Linked DNA regions of Sus scrofa: all the other regions are linked to region 3. Evidence: chromatin contacts called from public Hi-C and HiChIP or PLAC-seq data. All regions are on one chromosome and are shown on one strand. The core of a region is the stretch at or near the end of the contact, and the rest is flanking DNA. Distances in the headings are between cores, read along the strand shown.

Evidence for each region. A called contact is a pair of places that touch in the nucleus more often than the background predicts. HiChIP or PLAC-seq counts read pairs in DNA pulled down with a chosen protein or histone mark.
Region 1: an H3K27ac HiChIP or PLAC-seq map of alveolar macrophages shows a contact between it and region 3. The contact joins the enhancer-like site here to the promoter of LOC100624218 in region 3. A contact is called at or near these places in 2 of 5 promoter capture datasets (fetal skeletal muscle and liver), 13 of 47 Hi-C or Micro-C datasets (embryonic fibroblasts, epiblast stem cells, fetal heart ventricle and 8 more) and 1 of 2 datasets of contacts at active chromatin or transcription factors (alveolar macrophages).
Region 2: a contact with region 3 is called in a Hi-C map of fetal skeletal muscle, with 2.3 times the contacts expected there. The contact joins the promoter of CFAP74 here to the promoter of LOC100624218 in region 3. A contact is called at or near these places in 1 of 5 promoter capture datasets (liver) and 12 of 47 Hi-C or Micro-C datasets (embryonic fibroblasts, fetal heart ventricle, fetal skeletal muscle and 7 more).

The regions. Positions count from the first base shown.
Region 1 is chr6:64,012,241-64,015,681 of Sscrofa11.1, forward strand. It overlaps CFAP74 (cilia- and flagella-associated protein 74), which reads right to left. Exons shown (of 40, transcript XR_002344845.1): 13 at 3,352-3,441; 14 at 2,880-3,053; 15 at 2,407-2,525; 16 at 1,039-1,105; 17 at 604-693. Among named protein-coding and RNA genes, the nearest start is that of CFAP74, 25 kb to the right of the region's middle. Within about 2 kb of position 2,096, at least 5 of the 83 cell types and tissues checked have an H3K27ac peak or open chromatin away from gene starts, as enhancers often do. A contact at or near this core is called in alveolar macrophages, liver and retroperitoneal adipose tissue, where this site is marked.
Region 2 is chr6:64,036,661-64,040,428 of Sscrofa11.1, forward strand. It overlaps CFAP74 (cilia- and flagella-associated protein 74), which reads right to left and starts at 2,239. Exons shown (of 40, transcript XR_002344845.1): 1 at 2,129-2,239; 2 at 205-302.
Region 3 is chr6:64,299,494-64,303,183 of Sscrofa11.1, forward strand. LOC100624218 (MORN repeat-containing protein 1) reads right to left here and starts at 1,487. Exons shown (of 12, transcript XM_013988730.2): 1 at 1,312-1,487; 2 at 15-86. The coding sequence starts at 1,387. RER1 (protein RER1) reads left to right here and starts at 1,646. Exons shown (of 7, transcript XM_005655986.3): 1 at 1,646-1,815.

The DNA of each region.
Region 1 (3,441 bases), core at 846-3,345, 290 kb before region 3:
GACACGAAGCGGCTTAAGTGCCTGTTGACGGACGAATGGATAAAGAAGATGTGGTGCATATAGAATGGAATATTACTCAGCCATGAAAAGGAAACCTGGCCTCCATAACGTGGAGGACGTTATGCTAAGTGGAATAAGGCAGAGAAAAGATAGACACTGTATGGTCACCTTTATACATGGAGCCTAAAAACCCTACAACTCACAGATTCAAAAACCAGATTTGTGGATGCCAGAAGTGGGGGTGGGCAAATGGGTGAAGGGGGTTGAAAAATTAAAGAACAGAGGGGGAGTTCCTGTTGTGGCACAGCAGAAACAATTCTGACTAGGAACCATGAGGTTGCAGGTTCGATCCCTGGCCTCCCTCAGTGGGTTAAGGATCCGGCGTTGCCATGAGCTGTGGTGCGGGTCGTAGACGTGGTTCGGATCTGGCGTCGTCAGGGCCATTAGACCCCTAGCCTGGGAAACTTCATACGCCATGAGTGCATCAGGGAGACCCAGCGCCTCTGAGGTGAGCCCTGGGTCTCCTCCCACCGAGGGCCCCACAATCGGGGCTGCTCTCAGCGCGGGCCACCCACCCCCGGGGCCTGCTCATTCCTGACTCACCGAGCACTTCCTGGTGGAGCATTTCAGGGGCACAGAGAACCCGCCCGTCTGAGTCAGAAATGAGATGTTTCCCTCCAGATCTTTGTTGACCTAAAAAATAAAAAGCAACCCCCCAGCCTGTTTGCAACTTGACGCGGTGACACCTGACACAGTGACATGGGCCACGCCTGAACCCCTGCCACTGCGGGGGGTGTCGTGCCCGCCTCAGGAGGCTCCACGAGCCCCATTCAGGCTGCGGGCTCCTAGTGGGTAGCTCGGCCCAGCGCTGAGTGGGGTTCAAATACATTTTGGAAATAAAACAGCCAAACAGGGGCTGGGTGTGGCCCCTTCTGAGGTGCCCTGCGGGGGCAGCAGAGACCTGAATTCCACCACCGCCCTCTCAGGACAGTGAGGCAAACCCCTCTTCCACGGTTTGGTTTGGGGACCGACACTCACCACGGGCTTGAAGGTGACAAGCACCTCGCAGGACATGCCGGCAGACATGGGACCAGGTGGATCGAAGCTGCAGGACAACACAGGAGGTGAGCGCCCAGCAGGGAGGCAGCATTTGAGGAGACAAGGCCGATAAATGTCCACCGTCGCTCATAAAACTGAGCCCTCAGCTCGGGAACCACAGTGACCTCCGAGCAGGTCTAAGGAAGGTCAGGCCGCACCAGACACCTTGAGGAGGAGACGCAGGGCCCAAGAGTGGGGCGAGGAGGGCTGGACGGCCTGCAGAGCGCGGGTGGACAGAGAAGTGCCCACCCGCCCATCCGCCCCGGCGGGGGAAAGCAGAGCACAGAGGGTGACAGCCTCAAGAGTCGAGCGGAAATGCTGCCAACAGGACACTTTTGTTCCGGCTCGGGGAGCTGGCTTCAGGTGCCGGAGGCAACGGGACCACCCGAATCCGGCCTCTGCCGACAGGTCAGCAGAAGAACTAGCAAAGCACCAGGAAACCGCACGCTGCCTGTGGGCCCGGAAGACGGGACAAATCGGCCGTGAAAACGCAAGCCTCTGAGGCAAGAGAGAAGGGGACGGCACGACCTCCCCGAGACTGGCCGAGCCCGGGCTGTGGCACCTGAGGGAGGTCCCCCTGTGCACACGGGGCAGGGCCCTGGGGCTGCAGCCCCCACACAGCTCCAGCACCCAGAGCTGGAAACTCAGAGCTCCCGTGGGCCTCCAAACTGATGACCGAAACCAGGAAGCAGCAGAGGAGAAAAGACTTTTTTTTTTGGGCTGCGTCCCTGGGGTGGAAGTTCCAGGGCCAGGGATGGAACCTGCACCATGGCAGCGGCCAGAGCTGCTGCAGTGGCAATGCCGGATCCCTAACCCGCTGCACCACCAGGGAGCTCCAGAAAAGACAGTCTTAACAGCAAAGGCAAATGCCCAGGAGCAGAAGGAGCGAGGGACCCTGCAGAAGACGCTGTGAAGGTTGTTGTGAGACAGCGAGGGAGACAGAAAATAGGGAAGAAGAAAGGGTGACAGCGACCAGAGAGGAAGCCACAGAACGAGAGGATCCAACTCAGGCGTCAGCGTGTCTCCGAGAAGGAAACTGGAAGCAGGAGCAGAGTCAAACCATGAAGTCAGAGTTCAAGTCCTCAGGCCCGAGATCAGAGACGGCGCTAACCTCCACCCCGAACAGGCCCAGAGCGGCCAAGCTCCAAACACCGGTGGGGAAAACCATTTGCTGGGGAGACAGAACAAGCTCAGCTCAGGAAAGGGGAGGCCCCCCTCCCCAAGGACCCCAGCTGAGGGCTTCAGGCCCAAAGTGAGGCTCAAGTTAAAAGGCCGAGGAGGGGGCTCGGCTGACCCGGCCCAGCCTACTCGACGCGGACGGAGTCCCGCAGGCTCTCCTCCACGCCCGCCAGCCTGCAGTAGTTGATGGTGTAGGTGGCATTGGTCAAGATGACTTTCTTCTCGTACTCTCTGCCCACGTCAAAGTCCTGCGCAAACCGGAGGAAAAGTTACTGCTTCGTTCCCGGCGGCGGCTTTGCGGCTCTGACAGTCCCGCCTGGGAGATGGCTGGATGTGACGCTCTAGTCATGTCCTTGCTGCGCCCGGGGCAGGAAGCAGCCTCCGGGCACCAGCAGGCGGGAGGCCCCAGCAGCGCAGGTCCGGGGGCTGGTCCTCTGAAGGGCCGGGGAAGGTGCGACATTCCAGCCGCCCCCACCCCGTCTGGTTAACGCGCCTGAGATGCCACCCGTCTCTCGCCCCAGCGGCCCCCGGGGCTGCTGAAAGGCCCCTCCCGAGAGACCCAGCCAGCAGAGGCCCGAGTGGCGGCTGCACCCCAGGCCCACCTTGAAGTGGATGAGCTGGGGCTTGCTGTTGAAGGGCCTCCCTCTGAACTTGCGCCTGGACGCCACCTGCCTGCGGGGCGCCCCGCTGCGCAGGCACCGGATCGTGCGCGCCAGCAGGTCCTGGTCCGTCTTCGTCCCGCCCACAGGCTTCCGGCCCGCGTCCGCCTGGGGCACCTGGGATGGCACCGGGACAGACGCGCCACATGGGGGACGTGCGGGGGCCGTGGAGTTCCGCGAGGCTGGCGGAAGAGGAACGCGGGCCCGGGCGGAGCCGGCCAGGCCCCAGCCGATGCCCGGGACGGAACGGCCGAGGGAGCGTTCCAGATTTTTAAATCACGCCAAGAGAACATGTTTGGAAAGTTCTACAGGAAGCAACACTTTCTCAAGTGGACAAGAAGCTGCTTCCTGATCAGCTCGGTGACCTGGAGAGCGGGGGGCAGGGCGGGGGCAGGCGGAGGCTTCGGGCGGGTACCTGGTGTGGCGAGGCCTCTTGGCTCCAGAGCCCCGGGATCTCCGGCCTCACCAGCGGCTCTTCCTGCCAGCCCGGGCTGCTGGGGTCCAC
Region 2 (3,768 bases), core at 989-3,488, 260 kb before region 3:
AGCAACTTGTCCTTCCGCCCCGGTCCGCCCCGGGCGAGCGGCGGAGCAGGCTCCAAAGTGGCCCCGGCTGGTGTCAGAGCCTGAGTTCAAGGCAGTCCAGCGTCAGCTACGAGAGCCCCTGTGGGGGTCGGGGCCAGGGGGACACAGCTCAAGCCTGGGAGGGGTGAACTCAAAGCACCTCCCAACAGAAGACGCGTCACTCACCAAAAGCGACGTCCCAGTGAAGATCCTGGCAGATGCCACCTCAACCAAGCGGTCAGAGCAAACGTCAGAACTCTGACCAACGGGCCACAGCGAGCCACCTGAGAGGAAGGAAGGAAGGCAGGCGGGTGACACATGGCGCCGATTCTGGGACTTTCCTGCCAGAGACGCAGAATGGGTATCTGATCGGGAGGAAACAGCTGAGAAACCTAAGGTAACTGCCTGTAACCTTCAAAGGTGTCCAGGTCATGACGTCAGGGAAAGCCCAAGGAAGGTTCTGGACGGAAGGGGACGAAAGAAACGTGATGACAAGTCAGTACAACGGAAGGTCCCAGACCAGATCCTTCTGGTTTTGTGACTTTATGGGATCAACTGGAAAAACACGCTTGCCTGGGACTGAGGACGCCACGGCGTGACCCGTCCATGTCACGCTGCCGACTGTGAGGATCCGGCCGTGGTGATGCCGGGGAGGGTCCCCGCGTGTGGGAAACACACTCCGAGGTGTCTGGAGCTGGCAGAGCATTACGGAGGCAACTCGTTCTCAAATGCTCCAGGAAAAGAAGTTGTTCATGCTGAACGTGAAATTTTTTTTTTTTTTTTTTTTTTTTTTTGGTCTTTTTGCCTTTTCTAGGGCTGCTCCCGTGGCATATGGAGGTTCCCAGGCTAGGGGTTGAATCGGAGCGGTTGCAACCGGCCTACACCAAAGCCACAGCAATTCGGGATCTGCGCTGCATCTGTGACCTACACCACAGCTCACGGCAACACCGGATCCTTAACCCACTGAGCCAGGCCAGGGATCGAACCCGCAACCTCATGGTTCCTAGTTGGATTCCTTAACCACTGCACCACAACGGGAACTCCTGAACTTGCAATTTTTATGTAAATTTGGGATTGTTGCAAACGTTAAAAAAGAATCTATACAGTATTATTCCACTTATGTAAGGTTTAAAAAGCAGGTGAACAATTATATTGTTTATAAATGGTAAAAGCTGGAGTTCCCATCGTGGCTCAGTGGTTAACGAACCCGACTAGCATCCATGAGGACACAGGTTCCATCCCTGATCTCTCTCAGTGGGTTAAGGATCAGGCGGTCCCTGAGCTGTGGTGTAGGTCGCAGACACGGCTTGGATCCCGTGTTGCTATGGCTCTGGTACAGGCCAGTGACTATGGCTCCGATTGGACCCCTAGCCTGGGAACCTCCATATGCCTCAGGTGTGGCCCTAAACAAACAAACAAACAAAAAAGGTAAAAGCTAAAGAAAATCAAGAAAATTAGAATTAAAAAGTCAGCCTGTGGTCATGGGGGAGGGATCTGCATGGAGCAAGGCAGGGGTGGGTTGAATTCTGGGGTGCCGACAAGGTTCTATTTCTGAAGAGATTACTGGTGCGGGCTTCCTAACCAGTCCTTAAAGCGTACCTGTGAATTATGCACCATCTGTCTGCACAGGCTACCTACTAGGCAATGCTTTGAACTCTGGGGACCCCAGCAGGCCCGCTTATCTCCCAGTTGCGCACTCGGCTTGTTCAAGCACTGTTTGCTAGATACATAAACATGAGCACATAAAGGAGGATTTGTTTACGGAAACACAATTATAGAGGCTTCCAGAAACAAGGTGACCATTAAAACCCAAGCTCAGAGGGCCTCGGGATTAGGACCAGCGCCCTTTTCCCTCTGGGGTCTCCTCTTCTCACCAGCCGGGCTCACTCTTGAGCTGTGCTTTCCTAAAGGTGCTAAGACAACCCCACAAGGTCCGCGCAGAGCCCGGAAGCTGCACCCCAGCCAGGGAGGGGTCCCTGAAACCAGCCGGCGACCCCGGCCCTAGCGGTTATTTCTCGGACAGAACTTGCGTGGGGAAGGCGAGGGTAGGTGCCTGGGGGGCGGCCAAAGCCCCCATGCCAGCCTCAGGCTCCGAGGCCAACCGACCCACCTGTCAGCGGGCCCACCTGGGCCCCAGCGTCGCAGTCAGGCTCCGGGCGGAGAGGCCGCTCTCTGGGCGGGGAGCCACTCCGCGGCTGCCCGCCGCGAGGTTGGGAGCCGCCAGCTCCATGGCAACGGGCGGCTCCATCGCGGGGTGGGGGTGCCGCGCGCTGCGCGCTTCCCCGCTCGGCCGATGGCTCGGTCCTGCGGCGCGGCCCTGCGCAGGCGCAGTGTGGCCGTGCGACCGAGGCGGCCACCTGCGACCCCAGCGCCGCGGGGTCCGCGCTGCGGACCTTCGCGCTGACCGAGGCCAAGGCTATGAGCCGACGGTCGCCAGGCAGTGGAGGAGGACCCCAGCGCTGCTCCGCAGCCCCGCCGCCGCGCCCGGCAGCCTGCCCTGGTTTGGCCCAGGCAGGCTGAAGTTAAGATTAGCTGCCAGTTTTAAATACAGGAGCGTTCACAGGAGATAGGGGCTTCTCGCTTCTCTTTAAGATGGAGACCGGACACAGTATTCAGCTGGGCTGGAGCTGAACTGAGCTTTCCCCACGCGTTCTCCAGTCCCCAGCATCCTGCCCAAAGCCCGGCAGGGCCCGTTCTCGCTGTGACCCGCCTGGCTCCGCGGGTGCGCGAGTTTGCAGCAGAGATGGAGATGCAGGGGTGGGAGGAAAGGTCCCCCTGCAAGTGAGAGGGATGGAGTGGGAGAGTTACACAGGTGGCTGTAGAAGTCCCAGTAGGGGACCACAGACAGAGAGGAAAACCTAGGGAACTTTGGGAGGTCGCTGGTGGTTAATAATCACTCAAGAAGGCAGCAGGCTTGCTTTATAAAACCATAAATAAAAACGTGAGCTATGCCTCAGGGCTCTAAGTGAAAGACGAGATGAGGCCCGCATTCAAGTTCAGCAGGATAATGATCCCTAGGAGTAAGAACAGAATTGAAAGGAAAGATGACATTGCAGAGTAGGAGTCCTTCATTAGACCGAAACCTGAGGCGATTCAACACATTAGCATCCGTTACCACCTTCCGCTGACTTGAATAAGCATCATGACAGTTCTGGTTGGATCTTTTAGGGTCCAATACTCCCTTACTGGACTCGAAGGAGGAGCCAGTGACGTAACCCCTTCCTCACTATCCTTGGAGTATAAAAATGGGAGTGGGTTGGATGGGGAGCTTGGGGTTAATAGATGCAAACTATTGCCTTTGGAATGGATGAGCAATGAGATCCTGCTGTGTAGCCCTGGGAACTATGTCTAGTCACTTACTGTGGAGCCTGATCATGTGAGAAAATAGAATGTGTACATGTATGTGTGACTGGGTCACCATGCTGTACAGCAGAAAAAAAAATTGTATCAGGGAAATAACAATTTAAAAAAAATAAAGAATGTGCACATGAAAAAAATGTAGTCCACCAAATCCTCAGGGCAGTGCCTCTTTGCCTATCCGTGTGTATCTCTCACAAGCGTCCTATCTTAATAAATCTATGTCTTGCCTATTTCTTTGTCTCTTGTTGAATTCCTTCTGCACTGAGACACAAAGAACCTGGACTTCAGTAAGTCCAGAACCAGGTGAGTGATTCTAATGAAAAAACTTGGGTTCAGGTCCCAATCCGGGCCTTGGCTGGGTTCGGGTCATAAGTGTCAGTTGCACAAGTG
Region 3 (3,690 bases), core at 237-2,736:
CCGGCCATCCTTACCGTGTTTCTTGCCTCCTTTCCATTCTCCTTCGTATCGAAAGAAGGAATTCGGGTAAACGTAGACTCCGTAACCTGAATATTGAAAGGAAGACACACAGGTGAGCACGTGGCACAGGTGACCCGGCTGATGATCAGCAAACAGTGAGGTGGGGATGGGCTGGGGGCTTCTCCAGGTGTCCGTGGCATCACCTCCGGCGAACTCTCCCCACAGGCTCAGTTTGGGTCAGGACTGGAACTGCAGCAAAGACCTGAGCAACTACTAGGTGTGCAGAGGTGGGGGAGGGGGCTGGGGCGAGCGAGTGCAGGGTCCTCGGGAGGCCTGGCGGAGAGCTTTCCTGGAGAGGGGACGTTTCAGCTGAGCCAAAGTAGCTGGGTGAAGGTGGGGGTGGGTAGGGGTGGAAAGAGCCCCCCATCTCTCTGCGGGGACCTCACTGCACCACATTCTCCAGACAAAAATCTACACCTGCACCTGGGAAGGGCCTGCCCCACTTCATTTCTTGCCACTCAGCTGCTGGGCACATCATCCCCCACGCCCAACTCCAGTAGTTCCTGGAGGGGGAAGGGCCCTCTCCCCACCATCCCTCCTGTTTCAAAACCAGATTTGGCGGGGGCGGCTCTAGGGAAGCTTGGGGTTGCCAGACTCGGTGTCTTTTGGCATCTGCTGTAAGCGAGGGTTGAGTTCTACCTGAAGTTAGTGGTATGGACTGGGATCGCTCTGTTCCCACTTCTTTGATGCTATGAACAACTCCTATCAAATGTCCTTCTGGGAGGTCCCATCCTGGCGGAGTGGAAATGAATCCACTAGGAACCACGAGGTTGTGGGTTCGATCCCTGGTCTCGCTCAGTGGGTTAAGGATCCGGCGTTGCTGTGGCTGTGGTGTAGGCCGGCAGCTGTAGCTCATATTAGACCCCCTAGCCTGGGAACCTCCATATACTACGGGTGCGGCCCTTCTCAACTGCGCGTTGGGGACGTCAGGAGGTGCGGTCCTGCGCCGGCCCGGACACCTAGGGCCGACTAGGGTTGCTCCTGGCTAGGTCTCCAGGACCCGGCCGGTTCTGCTACTCTGGGCCCGGGCCCCCGCCCACCCAGCGGGCACTGGGACCGTCTTCCCGGGCGTGAGGGCTGGGCGCGGGGAAGGAGCAGGTCGGGGGGCTCGGGGCCTCAGGTTCTGGCCCCGGCTCAGGACTCGGACTTCCCAAAGTGAACGTGAGGGGCCAGGGGCGCTCAGCGAGCTCCCAGACCTGCCCGCCTCCCTCCCACCACGACCGAGGCCTGGTAGGATGCGTCAGCGGTTACCGTCCTGCGGTGGCCGCCCTGGCGGGTCGCGGTCTGTCAGGCGGGAGTTCGTGCTCCCCTCCCTGGCAGAAGCCATCTTGCCGCTAGAGGTTTCCCTTAGCAACCTCACAGCCCTCCTCCATTGGCTCGTTGGTCGCGGGGGGCGTGGCCTGGTTTCAGTTTCTGGGCGTTACCAATCTCTGGAGCGGAACTCTCTGGGCCGGGAGCCAGAGGACGCGACTGCGGTTGCGCGGGACGGCGAATTTCCGCAGGTTACGTCCCTTCCGCCGACGCGACCGCCCCGCCAACGGCCTGGGCCCCCCGCACCGGAAGCGGAAATGGTTGGAGGCTCTCGGCCCCGCCCCGGCAGCCATCTTGGAGGGCCGGGAGGCGGCGCCGCACAGGACGGAGCGGAAGTGCTCGGCTGCTCGTTCTAGGACCGAGAGAAGCGCCGGCGCGGCCGCCACCCGCGTCCTCCTTCCCGCGGCCCTCGGGAGACCGCGCTCGGCCGCAGCGGACCGCGAGGTGCCGGCGGGCGGGACGGGCAGGGCGCGGGCCGGGGTGCTGGCGGCCGAGCGCAGGGCAGGGGCGGGCCCGGGGTCCCCGCGGTGACCAGACCCCCGCCCCCGCTGGCGTGTCCCGAGAGGGTTCCGCCGGCCGCCCCGGGCCGTGGGGCCTCGGTGTCCTGGCCGATCCAGGCTGGCCTGCAGGGTTTGGGTGGAAGCGTCGCGGTGGAGTTGGGTCGCTCGAGGTCCTGGCGATTCTGAATCGAGGATCCCAAGCGCTCGGGCTGACCCGGCCGACGGCGCCCCGCGTGCCTGCCCAGAGCTGCCCTCCGGAAACCTGCCCTGGGCACCTGGGGCTGGGAGTGTCCCAGGGCGCCTCCTCTCGGCCGGGTTGGTCTCCCACTTCGCAAGATGTGTAAGGTGGACGCCAGTAGGTGTGTGAGGGCTCCCAGGTCCTGGTGAGTGTAGGTGCCGTGTGATCAGGGCCAGGTGGAGACTGGAAAGTGGTTACGCGCAGGGGAGGGAGGAGCCGGCCGCGGGGCCTCGCCGAGTAGTACAGGGAACGACATCAGAGGTTGAAAGTGTGGGAAATTACTCTGCTGGGAACCCAGGAGGAATGAGGGAAGGGGCGCTGCAGTGAACTGCAAGCTTGTGGGAGCCAAGCGGTGGCTGACCTGGGCGCCAGGCAGGCCTGCTCCTCTGCCCTACGTGCTGTCTGAGCAGGGAGAACCACTCCACAAACAGGTGCAATGATGGCTCTGGACCTATAGGCCCAGGAGGGTTTGGCTACAACTTCAGATGTGATCCTCATGGCCTCTGTTGGGGTGGATTTTGGGTTTGTTTTAACCTGTGACATAGGGAGGTTCCCAGGCTAGGGGTCGAAGTGGAGCTGCAGCTGCCAGCCTTTGCCCCAGCCACAGCAACACCGGATCCTTAACTCACTGAGCGAGGCCAGGGATCAAACCTGCAGCCTCAAGGATCCTAGGCGGGTTTGTTTCTGCTGAGCCACAGCGGGAACTCCTGGGATGATTTGTTGATCTTGCTTTTTCCTCTGTTCCTCGTGGCCGAGCCTGAAGCCTTTAGGTCCGGCAGCACTTCCCCACCCCACTGGCTAAGTGGCCGGCCCTTGTAGGCCATAGGGCCCAGCAGTGGACCGGCCAGGACTCCCCCTGGAGGAGCTTGCCTCCTAGCGGGAGGGAGCAGAGAAATGAAGTGGAGAGCAGTCGCAGATGATTGTCCCACAAAAGAAAACAGGGTGACATGAGCTAAGGGGCTGGGCACAGAGGGTGTTTCTCTGAAGAGGCGGCCTCTAAGCAGCAGAGGGAGGGACGGCAGGCCCTGATCTGGGAACGGGGCTGACGTGTGCGGCAGAGGCTGGCTTGCTCCCGAGGCGGCTCTAAGGGCCTGGCTGAGCCTCCCCCCGGGAGGTCTTGGGTGGGGGCTGAGGACCTGTCGCCTGCATCTCACAGCCGTGTGCTGAGGCGGCCCCAGACGGGCCGGAGACTCCAAAGTTCACCTCCTTCATGTCATTGCCGTCGGGAGCTCAGCCGAGGCCGGGGCCGCGGTTCACCTGCAGCTTGTTTGCTGGGTGGTCTGGAGCCGGCCAGCGTGCTTTTGGGGGATTTTGCACGTGTTCAGCTGAAAGGATGCGGCTTCTGAGCCGTCGTGTCTATGGAGGGCACGCAGGCCCACGGGGTGGGCAGCGGTCCTCTTTCTCACGTTCCTCCTGATCCCTCCCTTCGAGCAGAAGCATTTTCACGGTAAACACTTGGGTCATAAAAAAGTAAAATTGGGGAAAATTTGTAGGGAGCCACGGGACAGAGAATGTTGCCGCCGTAGTTTTCTGCTGGCCCGGCTCTGGCCTCAGCGGGCGGCTGGCCCTCCGGGTAGCAAG